Regions from separate parts of the Sus scrofa genome. Here region 2 is linked to region 1. The links are chromatin contacts, called in public promoter capture Hi-C maps. All regions are on one chromosome and are shown on one strand. Each heading gives the region's core, a stretch centred on a gene start, on an enhancer-like site or on the middle of the called end of the contact. The rest is flanking DNA. Distances are from core to core; before and after follow the strand shown. Region 1 holds the start of LOC110259376 (voltage-dependent calcium channel beta subunit-associated regulatory protein-like). Region 2 holds the start of ELANE (neutrophil elastase).

Region 1 (6,294 bases), core at 2,536-5,035:
CCAGCGCCACCTCCAACCCCACCCGCAAGGCCTGTTCGGCCAGCAGCAAGATCCGCCGGCTGTCAGCCTGCAAGCAGCAGTGAGGGTGGCTGCCTCCAGGTGGGACATGATGGGGACCAGCAGGACTGAGTTGGGGGCACACTGTGGGTACTGCCAGTACTTGGCTTATGTCACTGTCATGGCCACTGCCGACTATGGCCAGCTCTGCCCTTCACAGTCATCAGTCTGCTTATCACCACGGGGTCTGGGTTGGAGGTGGGGGAAGGTCACTTTTAGCGGGCTACAGGCCCTCAGTGGGGTTGGGGAGCCCATGTGCAGAAGAAGGGCCCCTTAAGATGACAGTCTGTCCTGCAAAACTGAGTGGCTCGCCCTTCCCCAGTGTGGGCTGCTCCCAGGACAGGGGGCTGCTGGCTTTGGAGGGGCTGTGTAGGGTGGGTGGGAGGTTGGGGGCTGGGAGGGGCCGTGGCTGTCATCTTGGTTGTTGCTGCCTGCTCTGCTTCCTTCTCCCACCTTTGTTTGCCCTGCCCCCATCCTGAAAGGCCCTAAAGGACTACAGGCCCCATGGCCTGCTTAGGATGTGAACAGCAGGGTGGGGGTCTGAGGCTGTAGCCTCTGTCCAGCCACATCCCCTCTCCCACGGAGCTGCCCTGGAAGTACTTCTCTGCCAGCTTCAGAACAGCCAGACACGGTAGAAACTGCTTTGGAGGGAAACCTGGTTCTGTGGAGAAAGGGCAGTGCTTAATCTCTCCAGGCAGTAAGTAATTCAGAGGGTGGTCCCTTGAGGCAGCGCAGCCCTCCCAGGCACTCCCAGCACTGTGTGACCTCCCAGCACTGTGTGACCAGGCCTTGGTTTCCCCAACCTACAGGGAGCCCACGTTGGGCCTGTTTTTTGGGATGCAGAGCCTATGTGTTGACCCAGAAGTGACCCACTTTCTGTCCTGGTCTCAGCCTATCTCCAGGAGCCCCAGCCAGGTCCTGCTCAGTCTTCCTGCCTACTGCTGGTCTGCTGCCCACCGCCCCAGGAAGGCCGACGCTGCACCCTTCGTGCTGACCGCCCCTTCAGAAGCCAGGGGGTCCTAGAGGGCTGTGGCTAGGGGCAGCAGAGACTGGAGCCCGTCCCTCCCCTGATGGCCGGTGGACACGATCTCCTGCTGACTGCAATCCTATGCTGAGCCCCCTCCCCCAGCCAGGGGAGGAGGGAGAGGGCCCGGTGTGGCCCCGAGCCAGCCTTTGCCATGCACTTTACGTTGAGACTACTGGTTCTCGCCCACCCTGACTCCTCTTTTTACTCTGCCACTCGTTAGCGCCTCCCACACCTGGTGATGTGTTCAAGCCAACCACAGCGGCAGCAGGATGGGCGTGACGACCAGGCCTGTCCACTGAGATGCATGCCTAGTGCCCAAGGGAGCCAGGCGGCTGCCTTGTTTTGTTGTTTTGGTTGGTTCCTGTTTCTTTTTTTCTTTTTTCTTTTTTTTTTTTTTAAGAAAAAATAAAACAGGTGGATTTGAGTTGTGGTCATGAGGGATGTTTGGGAATTGTGGGTGGCAGGATGTATTATCAAGTGGGTGATCAGAGTCTGAGCCTGGGGCCCTTTGTAGATCCTGTGGTGGAGGGGCTGGCCGGGGTCTGCAGGTCTTGCTGGTAGTGCCTGGTAGGGACATGGCCTTTGGCCATGTTGGATCTCTGTGCTGTCTTGGTGACCCAGCCTCCAGAAAGCTCCAGAGCCCATGGCTGCACAGTTCAGTGGCCTGGAGATCCTGATCCCTTTCCCCCCAAGGCCTCTGTGCTCTTGGATCCCATGAGAAAACTCAGAGCCAGCAAGAGTATGCAGTAAATATAATCAACCAGAAAACAAAACACAAACTCCATCACTGGATGGCACACTGACAGTGCGAAGCTTCGAAGGAAGGGACGGGGCAGGGCGACTCGGCCGCTGGCGAGGGCTGCCCCATCTTTTGGCAATAAATAAAGCTTGGGAAACTTGAAACCTTGATCGTTTGGATTTTGTGTCTGAAACAGTGGTGAGTCCTAGCGGCTCTTTGGATTGATGCAGTAGGGGCGTGCGGCCCACCCAACATGCAGAGGGCGGGCGTCGGGATGCAGACACTGGGAGGAGGGCTGGAGGGTGTATCTAGGGCTGGGGATGGCAGCAGCAGATGCGGTTATTGCTTGGAGGGGGCGCGGACTGCTGCGAGCACTCGCCGCGGTGAGGTAAACGGCTTCAAGGGGTTGGCGGCCGCGGTCTTGGGCCAACCTCCTAGCCCAGGGCGGATGCATTCTTCAAGGGTCCTCGGCACCCCGCAGTCACTGTGCTTGTGCCCTGGCGCGGACTCTGGCGCGCCTCGAGGCCCAATTGGTCCTGGGAGGGGTCTCTCTGCGCATGCGTCTAGCGCAGTTGCTGTGCATCGCCCCTCTAGGATGCAGGCGCTGCGCATGCGCTACCCATCGCCATGGGCCCGAGACGCGGCAGTGGTGTGTGCTACGCTCAGTCACCAGCTCGAGGTCGCTGTCCAGGACCAAGGGAAGCGGAACGTGGTCTTCAGGAGTCTGAAGATGAGAATCCGCCACACTCCCTCTAGTCGACCCAGCTAAATGCCCGGTATGAACTGTGTGCGTGCGCATCCTGGGGCGGCGCGGGGCGCCTGGGGCACTGCTTTGTGCGCGAGGCCCCCCAGTCCCAGCGCATGCGCACCAGGGCGTCGCGCCCCAGGTGTGTCCGGTGCCAAGGCCCCGCCCGTGCTGTATAAGCTGACGAGGTGGGCGCAGGACACAGACTTAGACGGGGCTGTGGTCGGGGGATGTGGGCGCGGCTGCGGCCAGCGCAGGGGCCACAGCGACAGGCTGGGCCAGGCGCGGCGGGAAGAGTCTGTCGTCGAGGCTGACTGCCAGCTTGTCCAGGAGAGCGCCCTGAGGCCCGGTGCACAGGCCAGAGCCTGGGCAGCCGCCGCCGGGCTCCTCCTCGATGACGGGGATGGCGAGGGCAGCTGGGTCCTCTCCTGCGCGGCCTTCTGGTGGGCAGTCGACGCTGTCCCCGCGGCGCAGGGGTGCGCGCGCAGGGCGGGGGGCGCCGGTTGGTGCCCCAGAGGGGGCTGGGGCCGCAGCTCGCGCACCAGGGTCGCTGTGTTGCCTACCCCGCTGCTGCCACTGCTTGCGCGTGTGGGGATGCACACGCGCGCGGTGGCGTGCTGCTGCAGACGGAGCATCATCGAAGTGCGGGTCATGGCGGAGGAACTCATGGAACAGTGCATCCGTCTTCTCGTCAATACTGTAGTCCCGGCGTGGGGCGCGGCGGGGCCAGGCACGCGGGCTGCGGGGTCGGGAGGGCACCTCTGGCATGGGCCCCTCGAAGCTGCCGCCTACGGTGGCCTCGTGGCCCGCGCTCGTGAAGGAGGAGCGTTTCTCTGGCGCGCTGGGAGGCCCCTCATCACCCGCACCGCGGCCCTCGATGCTGGCGTAGCCGCTGTCCATCTGCAGCAGCTTGCGGGGCCCACTTGCCTCGCTCTCCGCTGGGCGCGGTGTGGGTGGCGGTGAAGGTGGAGGGAAGGCGGGTACGGTGCCCCCGGAGCCCGAGCCCGAGCTGTCGCCGCTACGCACGGAGTCGCGGTCGTTGCCGCTGCTGCTGTGGTCTGAGGCGGTGGCTGCATGCAGCTCGAGCGAAGCGCGCAGGCTCCAGATGTCGCGGTAGATGGTCTGGGCCTGCTCCGGCCCTGCATCTCGCTCACCATCTGAGTCTTGCTGCTGCTCAGGCCCCATGCTGCTGCTGCTGCGCTCCGGGGGGGACTCGGGGCTGGATCCTCCCGCGGCGCCCACCTCCTCGGCTGCCTCTAGCCTACAAAACAGGCTGCAGCCGTCAGAAGGCTGCACAAGCCCCCGCGCCCCCTCCCCGGCCACCCTGCCTCTGGGTCCGGGAGGGTGGGCACCGGTGGGAACCCTTCAGGTTTTGTCAGACTCGCTATAAGATGGGTGTTTTGAATGCTGCCTGTCTACTTAGGAGTGGATGTGTGGGGGTAGACCCAGAGCCCTCTTGGCACCTGCTGTTTAACCAGGGCCTCTTTCAGAATATGTGACCTGAGCATTTGCTGGGATTTGGCCCCTTGCCCAGAAAGAGCTAAGACCTTAGAAGATGAGCTTCCTAAGAGTTTAGTATAGCAAAGCACTGCCTGGACCAAGCAGGGTCCCGCTCAGCCCCTACACCAGGTGACTCTGGCTGTGTTGCCTCACCCCCACCATGAGCTGATAGGAGCCTGGAAGAGGATACACAGAACTGTTAACTACCTAGACCTGGAAGTGCCCAGGAGTAGCTAGCCTCCCTTATCACTGAGGAGGGTCCAGAGCTTCAGGACAGTTGCCTTTGGGCTGGGGGAGGGGTACTGCTGGTAGAAGTGGTTACACTGTTTCCAAGTAGGGACATCCAGCCCTCAGAAGCAGGGCAGGTAGGAAGGGCCATGGGCTCCACCAGGAAGTATTGATACCCACACAGACACACACCCACTGAGGCCTGGCTTGAGCAGGCATCCTGTCTTGGGGACCCTGGGGCCCCACCCGCCCCTCTGCCCTTACCCAGTCTCCCCCTGCTTCCCTCCTGCAGTCCATGCTGGAGAGGTGGCCTCAGCGAGGCAGCCTCCGCGAGGGATGGTGGAGCCAGAGGGACACGAACCGCCTGTCCGAAGGGTGGGGAGAGCGCTCCCTGGGCCACCTATGGGGGACGGGGTGGGGCAGGGGGCCCACAGGTCCACCCCTAGCACCTCTATCTACTGAAAAATACCTGCCGAGAGCGGGGGGCGAGCTGGCAGGGCTGGTCAGAAAGGGGTGGGGGCTTGGGAAGGCCACTGCATCTCCTGCACTGGCGATGTACTGAATGAAGTCGGCCTGGGGGGCGCCCCCCTCCTCCTGCTCCATGCTCTCGCTGGCGGCCCGCTGCCGCTGGAAGTGGTGCCGCTTGGGGGAGCCTGTGTAGAAGAAGGCACGGCAGCCTGCCGGGGCCCCTCCTAGCCCTGGGCCCATCCCCTTCCCCCCCCACCACCACCCTGGGCCACGTGAGTGTGTACCCTGCTGTGCAGATGAGGAAACCAAGGCATAGAGAGCAGAAAGCCCAGGGAAGGGGTGAGCCAAAGGGCCTCCTGAGCAGCCCTGGCAGACAGGTGTGGCCGGAGCAAGGACCTGGACTGGCTACCCGGTGACAGACATGGCCTGGCTAATGTGTAGCCGGCCAAAGGAAGGCGTGAGAGAGTGAGGGCCAGGTGTGAGAGCAGAGAGGTGAAGCCCTGTCCTGCCAGCTCCAGCCCTGCCAGGGACCAAGACCCTCCCATGATAAGAGGCCTCAGTGGGAAAGCCTCGGGTGGGGATGAGAGTCACCCAGCAAACAGGTTCTGGGCGCTTCCTTGCCTCCGTTTCACTGTAATCACTCCAAGAATCACAGGCTCCTTCTGGGCTCCTGGTGGGACAAGGGGCTAAGCCCTCCCCTCCCTGGCCAGGCGCACCTCAGCCAGAATTCACCCTGCCCAGCCCTGCACCAGCCGGAGCCAGGCCCCAACAAAGGGGCTTCCTCTGCCACTGACCACACGGCTTCTCTCATCTCCAACACTGCTTGTCCCCCATCCCTGCCTCTCCAGGTACCGCCACCTCCTCCATAGGACAGCTGGCAACCCAGAGTCCTGTCTCTGCTGAGCTCCCTTGAGCCAGGCTCATTTCAGCTGTTGGTGCCCACTGGGCCAGGAGGCACCACTCCCAGTCCTTGGCGTGGGGGTTTGGAAGCCATATATCCAGGACCCCACATGGCCAGAGGGCTGCAGGATTGAAGGCATACCACGTGTAGTTGTAAATAAAGTTTAACCGGCACACAGCCATACTCTTATACGCCATCTAGGGCTGCTTTCACACTGGGGCAGCACGCAGACTTACCGCAAAGCCATAATCACACCCGGTGGTGATTTCTCATAGCAAAAGCTCCCCAATCCCCACTCTAGCCTGACAGCCCCTCGCTTTGCGGGGGCATAGTACACAGCTCGGGGTTTTCCTCCTGACCAGCCTAAGACCTGAGGCAAGATGCGGGCTGGCAGGAGGTAATGCTGGCCCACACAGGTTGGGCGCCCAGTGCCCCTCCCAGGGTGCAGAGCCTCCTGCTCCACATCCTCCTGGGCAGCACCTGCTACTGGCCCCACGCCCTTGGGCCTGGCTCCCTACCTAGGGCCACGGCTCACCTCTCGTGTCCAGGCTGGATGCCCGCTGGCTGGGCTCCAGCTTCCACTTTTTGACCTTGAAGTAGGGACTAGCCCCATCCAGGCTGGCATGGCG
Region 2 (6,310 bases), core at 3,349-5,848, 290 kb before region 1:
GTTTCATCCTTAAATGGCCCCTTCCCTTGAGAGAGCCCCATTGATGCTGGACCCGAGGCTGGGTGAATGACCGACCTGCCCCCTCCCCAGGGGGACTCGGGTGGCCCCTTGATCTGCGACGGCGTCCTCCAGGGCGTGGACTCTTTCGTCATCCGGGGATGCGCCACTGGCCAGTTCCCAGACTTCTTTGCCCGGGTTGCTCTCTACGTGAACTGGATCCACTCTGTGCTGAGGAGCGTGGGGGGCGAGGACGGCCCTGGAGCCCCCAACCAGAACCCCCACAGGCGCTGAGGCCGAGCTGTGACAGAGGCGGCAGGTCTGCTTCTGATCCTGTGACCACCCCCTGCACCCCCATGCCCTTGGCTCCAGCCCCACTGAGCTGTCAATAAAAGCTGAAACGCCCCCTGACTCCTGTGTGTCCTTCCCACAGGAAGATGTGGGGGAGAGGGCCCAGGGTCCTCAGCATCCCAGTCCCCAAACCCTGAACACAGGGTGGGGGTTGGAACAGAGGCCTGGAGGCTGGAGGAGGCCCCAGGTCACAGTGAAGCCCACTCCCCAGATGCCCAAAAATGTGTGACCCTGGGCAAGTTACTGCCATCTCTGTGCCTCAGTTTCCACATCTGGAAAATGGAGTCACCCCAGACATTTCCTAGAAGTGTCCAAGGAGCCCCACCCTGGCCTTGGGGCTGGGGGTGTCCTGTCTGGCTCTGTGTCCCCCAGCTCTGCAGCTGCTTGAGGACCAAGCTGTCATAACATGGGATGTGCCCAGGGCCTGTGGGGCTCCTGAGCCAGCCAGGAAGCAGAAAGGCTATCAGGGAGGCAACCTGGAGGGGGCAACAATGCCTGAGCTGACCCCTAATGTGAGAACAGGAACGAAAGGAGAAGACTTGCCAGGCAAGGCACAGGAAGTGCAAGGGCCCTGTGTCAGGGCAAACTTGGGGATGTGGGGGACAGCAAGGCAAGCTGTGTGAGGGAGGTGGCAGGTCAGGAAGGGGTGGGCCAGGGCAGGCAGGGCTCTGGAATGAACTGACTAGAGGAGAGGGCTAAGGCCAGGCAGAGGTAGGGGTAATTGGCCAGTTGCGGAGAAGGCAAGTGGCCGGGGAATGCGGCAACTGAGGTTCAGGGAGAAGGACCCCACCCACCAGCTCACAGGAGGGACACAGCAGAGCTGGAAGGCAGCTCTTTTGTTATAGGTTTACTCTGCTGCCACCTGGTGGCAGCGTGCAAATTCAAGCAAGAGCCAGAATTCCCTGGCCTGTGACACCTCAGCTAACCATCCCAGGGGAGGAGCTGAGACTGGTTTACAGCACCATCAGGAGCTAGCATGTGTTGAGATGAGGGACAAGTCTGAATCCTGGGAAGTGTATGCCAATCAGTGTTGGGGAATGCTGGGAATTCCCCACATTTCCCATGGGCTTAAGGCGGGAAGTGATAGCTATAAAAAGCCCAGGGGGACTTCTGGTGCCCAGCAATGGGGGTAAATGAGGTTTGCTGGAGGGAATGTTGGATTGAGGCCATTGATGGGAACTCAAAGACTCAGACAAAACAGCCCTGGGTGTTTTCTATTTTCCATCAGCGTGTGTGTGTGTAATATGTGTGAGTGTGTGTGTGTATGTGAGAGAGAGAGAGAATGATGAGTCAGGAAAGTTCTGCCCAGCAAAGATGTGCGTGCGTGTGTGCTTGTGTGTGTGTGTGAGAGAGAGAGAGAATATGATGAGTCAGAGGAAAAGTTCTGTCCAGCAAAGATCAGACCCAAGGAGTTCCTACCATGGCACAGTGGGTTAAGAAGCTGATGACAGTGGCTGGGGCAGCTGCTGAGGCATGGGTTCAGATCCCCTGCACAGTGGGTTAAGGATCTGGCATGCAGCTGTGGCTTGGATTCAATCCCTGGCCGGGGAACTTCCATATGCCCCAGGTGGGGCCACAAAAATAAAAAAGATCACACCCAAGAAGGGGAGCTAAGGTTGGGGGCTCTGGAGCCACGGGTGGATTTGCTGGGGTTCTGCAGATTCAGGGAAGGACAAATCCACAGAAATAATAAATAGAAATAATAAACAGGAGTTCCCTCATGGCGCAGCAGAAACAAATCCAACTAGGAACTATGAGGTTGTGGATTTGATCCCTGGCCTTGCTCAGTGGGTTAAGGATCCGACATTGCCATGAGCTGTGTGCGTGATGTTGGTCACAGACACAGTTCAGACATGACGTTGCTGTGGCTGTGGTGTAGGCCGGCAGCTGTAGCTCCAATTAGACCCCTAGCCTGGGAACCTCCATATGCCACGGGTGCAGCCCTAAAAATCAAAAAAAAAAAAAAAAAGAAAGAAAAAAAATAATAAACAGGATGTTTGGGGAGAGCAGGGCCACTCCCCACAGCTCCGGGGTCTCCTGGCCTCCAGCAGTGGGAAGGACACTCAGAGTGTCGTTTTCCTTTAACAAAGATCAAGTGAGGTGCCGCCACTTCGTCATCACACTCTGATGGTGAATCAGGCTCCCCCAGACGCCTGGCCCTGCCCTCCAGGGGGTGGTTAATGGTTAACAGACCCTCAAGGACCTCACTTTCTTACTGAAGAACTTCACAAAAGTTCATTCATTTAATCCTGGGACAATCCTGTGAGTTGGCGACTGATTATCATCACTTCTGTTTTACTTTTTTTTTTTTTTTTTTGCTTTTCAGGGCTGCACCTGCAGCATATGGAAGTTTCCAGGCTAAAAAGCTGAATCAGAGCTGCAGCTGCCAACCTATGCCACAGTCACAGCAACACGGGATCTGAACTGTGTCTATGACCTATACCACAGCTCAGAGCAACACCGGATCCTCAACCCACTGAAGGGGGCCAGGGATGGAACCCGCGTCCTCATGGATACTAGTCGGGTTCGTTACGACTGAGCCACACCAGGAACTCCTATCACCACTTTCATTTTACAGATGAGGAAACCAAGGCACGGAGTTGTCTGTAGCATGAAGTCATGGTGGGCAAGTGGCCACGCCACCCTCTGAACCCAGAAGCCAGGTGCTTAACCTCTATAACCACTGAGAATGGAGTATACAGGTGGTGCTCAATAGAAGCAGCTTTGGTTAAATATCCCTGCCTGAAGCGCATCCCCCAAAGTCTGGACCTCCTCCATCCTGCCCCACCCCAAGATTGGAAACAGGTTGTGTATGCAGCAGGCGTTTAACAAGTGCTCTATGGGATCCTGCTGTATAGCACTGGGAATTATATCTAGCCACTTACAATGGAGCATGATAATGAGAAAAAAGTATGTATATATGTTATGTGTAACTGTCAACTTGATGTACAGTAGAAAATTGACAGAACACTGTAAACCAGCTATGATGGAAAAAATAAAAATCATCATTGAAAAAATAAATAACATGTGCTCTATGGTGGCTGTAACTCAATCGAGAAGGAAGGGAGCTGAGACGGGCTGATGTGCCTCAGCCCAGGGGAGGGACGAAGGGTGGACACTGAGCGTCTGCTGTGTACTGGAGAGAGATGGGGGTTCACCTGCCTGTGGCCACACACCAAGGGGGCCCAGGGACAAACTGGACTTCAGCCCCAGCCTGCTTCTGGGCATCCCTGGGTGCCCCCGCCTGCCTGTTTCTGCAGATGGATCCGTTGGTTCCCTCCCCTGAACCCTGCTCCAAGCCAGGAGAACGTTGCTTCTTGCGACAGCCTTGGCTATGGCCGTTGCAGCTGGAGCAGCCGCCGGGGGGAGGTGGGAAGGGGAACAGGGGCCCCTGGGCTGGGGACTGGCCCTGACGGACCCCATCTCTACTGTTGGCTTAAGTTCTTCCAAGGTCTGGCCAAAGCTCTCAAACTTGGATGGAGAGCCATGGTCCAGCTGCCAGGCCTGGGTGGGAATTTTTTTTCCACTGCCTCAGGCTGGAAGTGGCTTCAGAGAAGCTCAAAGCAGGGGGTGGGGGTGTCCCAGAACCTCTGAGGGCCACCAGAGACTGAGCCTTGGGTGGCAGTGAGTTCCCTGTTAGGAGCCACAACCAAAGAAAAGATGGAAATCAGGCCCCAAGAGAGAGACCCAAGGCTGGAAGAGGAGGTAGCAAGTTACCTTCCTGCTGTGACCTGTGGACATCTGAGTTTGAACCCCAGTTCCCCCACCACATCACTGGGTAGGTGGTTTGCAGGGGCGGAGGGGGTGGGGATGGTGGCTCACTGTGCCTCAGTTTCCCCCTCTTAAATGGGGACCCAGCAGGCCCTGCCATGCCTCCCAAATGTCAGGACAGTGCTGGGGGGCTGCCATTATTACAGGGACCTGGGTAAACCAAGGCACGTGGGCATCCCAGCCAAGTCCTTTGGGCCTAGGTTGGGGAGATTTAGCAAAAACACAGGAAGCTCATTAATTCTGAATGTTGGAAAGATAAAGACTGACTTTATATAGATCAGTATATGCTGTGCAATATTTGGGATATACTTACACTTAAAAAAAAAAAAAGTTTATCTGACATTCCAATTGTATTGTGCGTCCTGAGTTTTATCTGGTGACCTTCTGGAGCCAGCCTGACCCCCTGCTCCCGTCCTCCTCCCGGATTCTTCCCACCACTCCCTCATCCCCCATATCCCCTGCACTGGGAGAGGGCGGAGAGGAAGTGGGGGCACCTGGCCCCACCATGGGGCAACCTCAACGGCCTCGAGGCAGGGGGGTTATAAGAGGGGCAAGGGGATTCCAAGAGCAGAGTCACTGCTGCCCCAGCCCAATCATGACCCAGAGCTGCAGACCCTCCAGCCCTGCCCTGGCCCCGGTCCTACTGACCCTGCTGCTGGGCGGTGAGTGGGGCCATGCAGGTCTCCTAAGGGCATCCAGTCCTGCCTCTCCTCTTACTCTGCACCTTCTTGGTCCCTCATCCTCATGGGGAGTGACAGTTGGGGTGAGGTGGGAAGGTGGGGGTCTCTAGGCACCCCCCGGGGACTCGAAGGTGGGAAGGTGGGGTCTCTAGGCACCCCCCCGGGACTCGAAGGTGGGAAGGTGGGGGTCTCTAGGCACCCTCCGGGGACTCGAAGTGGGTGAAGTCTAAAGCTCTAGCTGCGCCCTGCAGGGGGACCATGCAGGCCACTCCCCTCTAGGGACAGGGTGGCTGCCTTGTGGGGGTTCACTGGCCGACTGACCTTGGCGGGGCTCCTCCGCGCGGCTCACCGCCCCCACCGCCTGCGCCCCCAGGCCCCGCGCTGGCCTCGGAAATCGTGGGGGGCCGGCCGGCCAGGCCACATGCATGGCCCTTCATGGCGTCCCTGCAGCGGCGCGGAAGCCACTTCTGCGGCGGCACCCTCATAGCGCGGAACTTCGTCCTGTCGGCCGCGCACTGTCTGAACGGCTTGTGAGTGTACCCCCACCCCCGCAACCTCAGTTTCCAGTTTTCGCGGGGCCGGGGCTGGGGGCCTCGGCCGAGGTGCGCGGCTCTATGGGACCCCTGCGCCCGCACGGGTGACGACTCAATCGCCTCCTCCTGCCCCAGAAACTTTCGGTCCGTGCGCGTGGTTCTGGGGGCACACAACCTGCGACGGGGCGAGTCCACCAGGCAGAAGTTCAGAATCCAGCGGGTCTTTGAAAACGGCTTCGACCCCATGACCCTGCGGAACGACATTGTGGTTCTCCAGGTGCGAGGCGCGGGTGGGGAAGAACTGGCAGGTGCAAAGGCCCAGCTTAGTTTGGGGAGGGCGGAGCATGGGCAGGAGACTGGGGACACGGTGAGGACAGGCCTGGTGTCCCATCTCTCTGTGCTTCAGTCTTCCCCTCTGTGAGACGGAAATAAGTCAGATGCCAGGACAGCAGGGAAGCTCTGAGCAACTGTCAATCAATAAGGATAGTATTTCTGGAGCCCACAGGGATGAGGCGCAGGGACCTCTTGGTCCGTGGAAATAGGGTCAAAATTCTCCACGTTCATGTGAATAGGAGACTGGAGGGAGAGAACTGTCCTTCCCCACTGCTTGAATAGCTATGGTTATTTTCTGTAAAGTTCTAGAACAATGGCTTTATTGCTGGTGGTGTTACCCATAGTTTTGTTTTCTTGAGTACCTACTGTTTACTGGACTCAAAACATGTCTGGGGATGCCCTGGGTCACAGTGGCTGCTCGCACTTTACAAACAGGAAAGGGTGGGAACCATCCTGCAGGGTGGATATCTGGCTCTCAGATATCCCAGGACCATGGTGGAGCCCTGGGTGGGGGAAAACTTGGGGCCCAGAAAGATGAAGGTTGTTGTTCACTGCCTCCTGTGACCTGCCACTGCTCTGTACAACCTGCTGCAGCTCAACAGATTTGCCTTCATCAATAGCAACGTGCAGGTGGCCCAGCTACCT

Evidence for each region. Promoter capture Hi-C pulls out the DNA fragments that hold promoters and counts their contacts.
Region 2: a promoter capture Hi-C map of fetal skeletal muscle shows a contact between it and region 1, with 3 times the contacts expected there. The contact joins the promoter of ELANE here to the promoter of LOC110259376 in region 1. A contact is called at or near these places in 1 of 5 promoter capture datasets (fetal skeletal muscle) and 2 of 47 Hi-C or Micro-C datasets (embryonic fibroblasts and skeletal muscle).

Annotation. Positions count from the first base shown.
Region 1 is chr2:77,225,585-77,231,878 of Sscrofa11.1, reverse strand. LOC110259376 (voltage-dependent calcium channel beta subunit-associated regulatory protein-like) reads right to left here and starts at 3,785. Exons shown (of 1, transcript XM_021084267.1): 1 at 1,468-3,785. The coding sequence starts at 3,753. The coding sequence ends at 2,776. CBARP (voltage-dependent calcium channel beta subunit-associated regulatory protein) reads right to left here. Exons shown (of 10, transcript XR_002341709.1): 8 at 6,201-6,294; 9 at 4,766-5,434; 10 at 1,461-3,829. It overlaps STK11 (serine/threonine-protein kinase STK11), which reads left to right. Exons shown (of 10, transcript XM_021084263.1): 9 at 1-99; 10 at 949-1,991. The coding sequence ends at 83.
Region 2 is chr2:77,514,406-77,520,715 of Sscrofa11.1, reverse strand. ELANE (neutrophil elastase) reads left to right here and starts at 4,598. Exons shown (of 5, transcript XM_003122986.4): 1 at 4,598-4,781; 2 at 5,173-5,329; 3 at 5,468-5,609; 4 at 6,260-6,310. The coding sequence starts at 4,625. All of the region lies in intron 15 of MED16 (mediator of RNA polymerase II transcription subunit 16), which reads right to left. It overlaps PRTN3 (myeloblastin), which reads left to right. Exons shown (of 5, transcript XM_013994800.2): 5 at 91-402. The coding sequence ends at 291.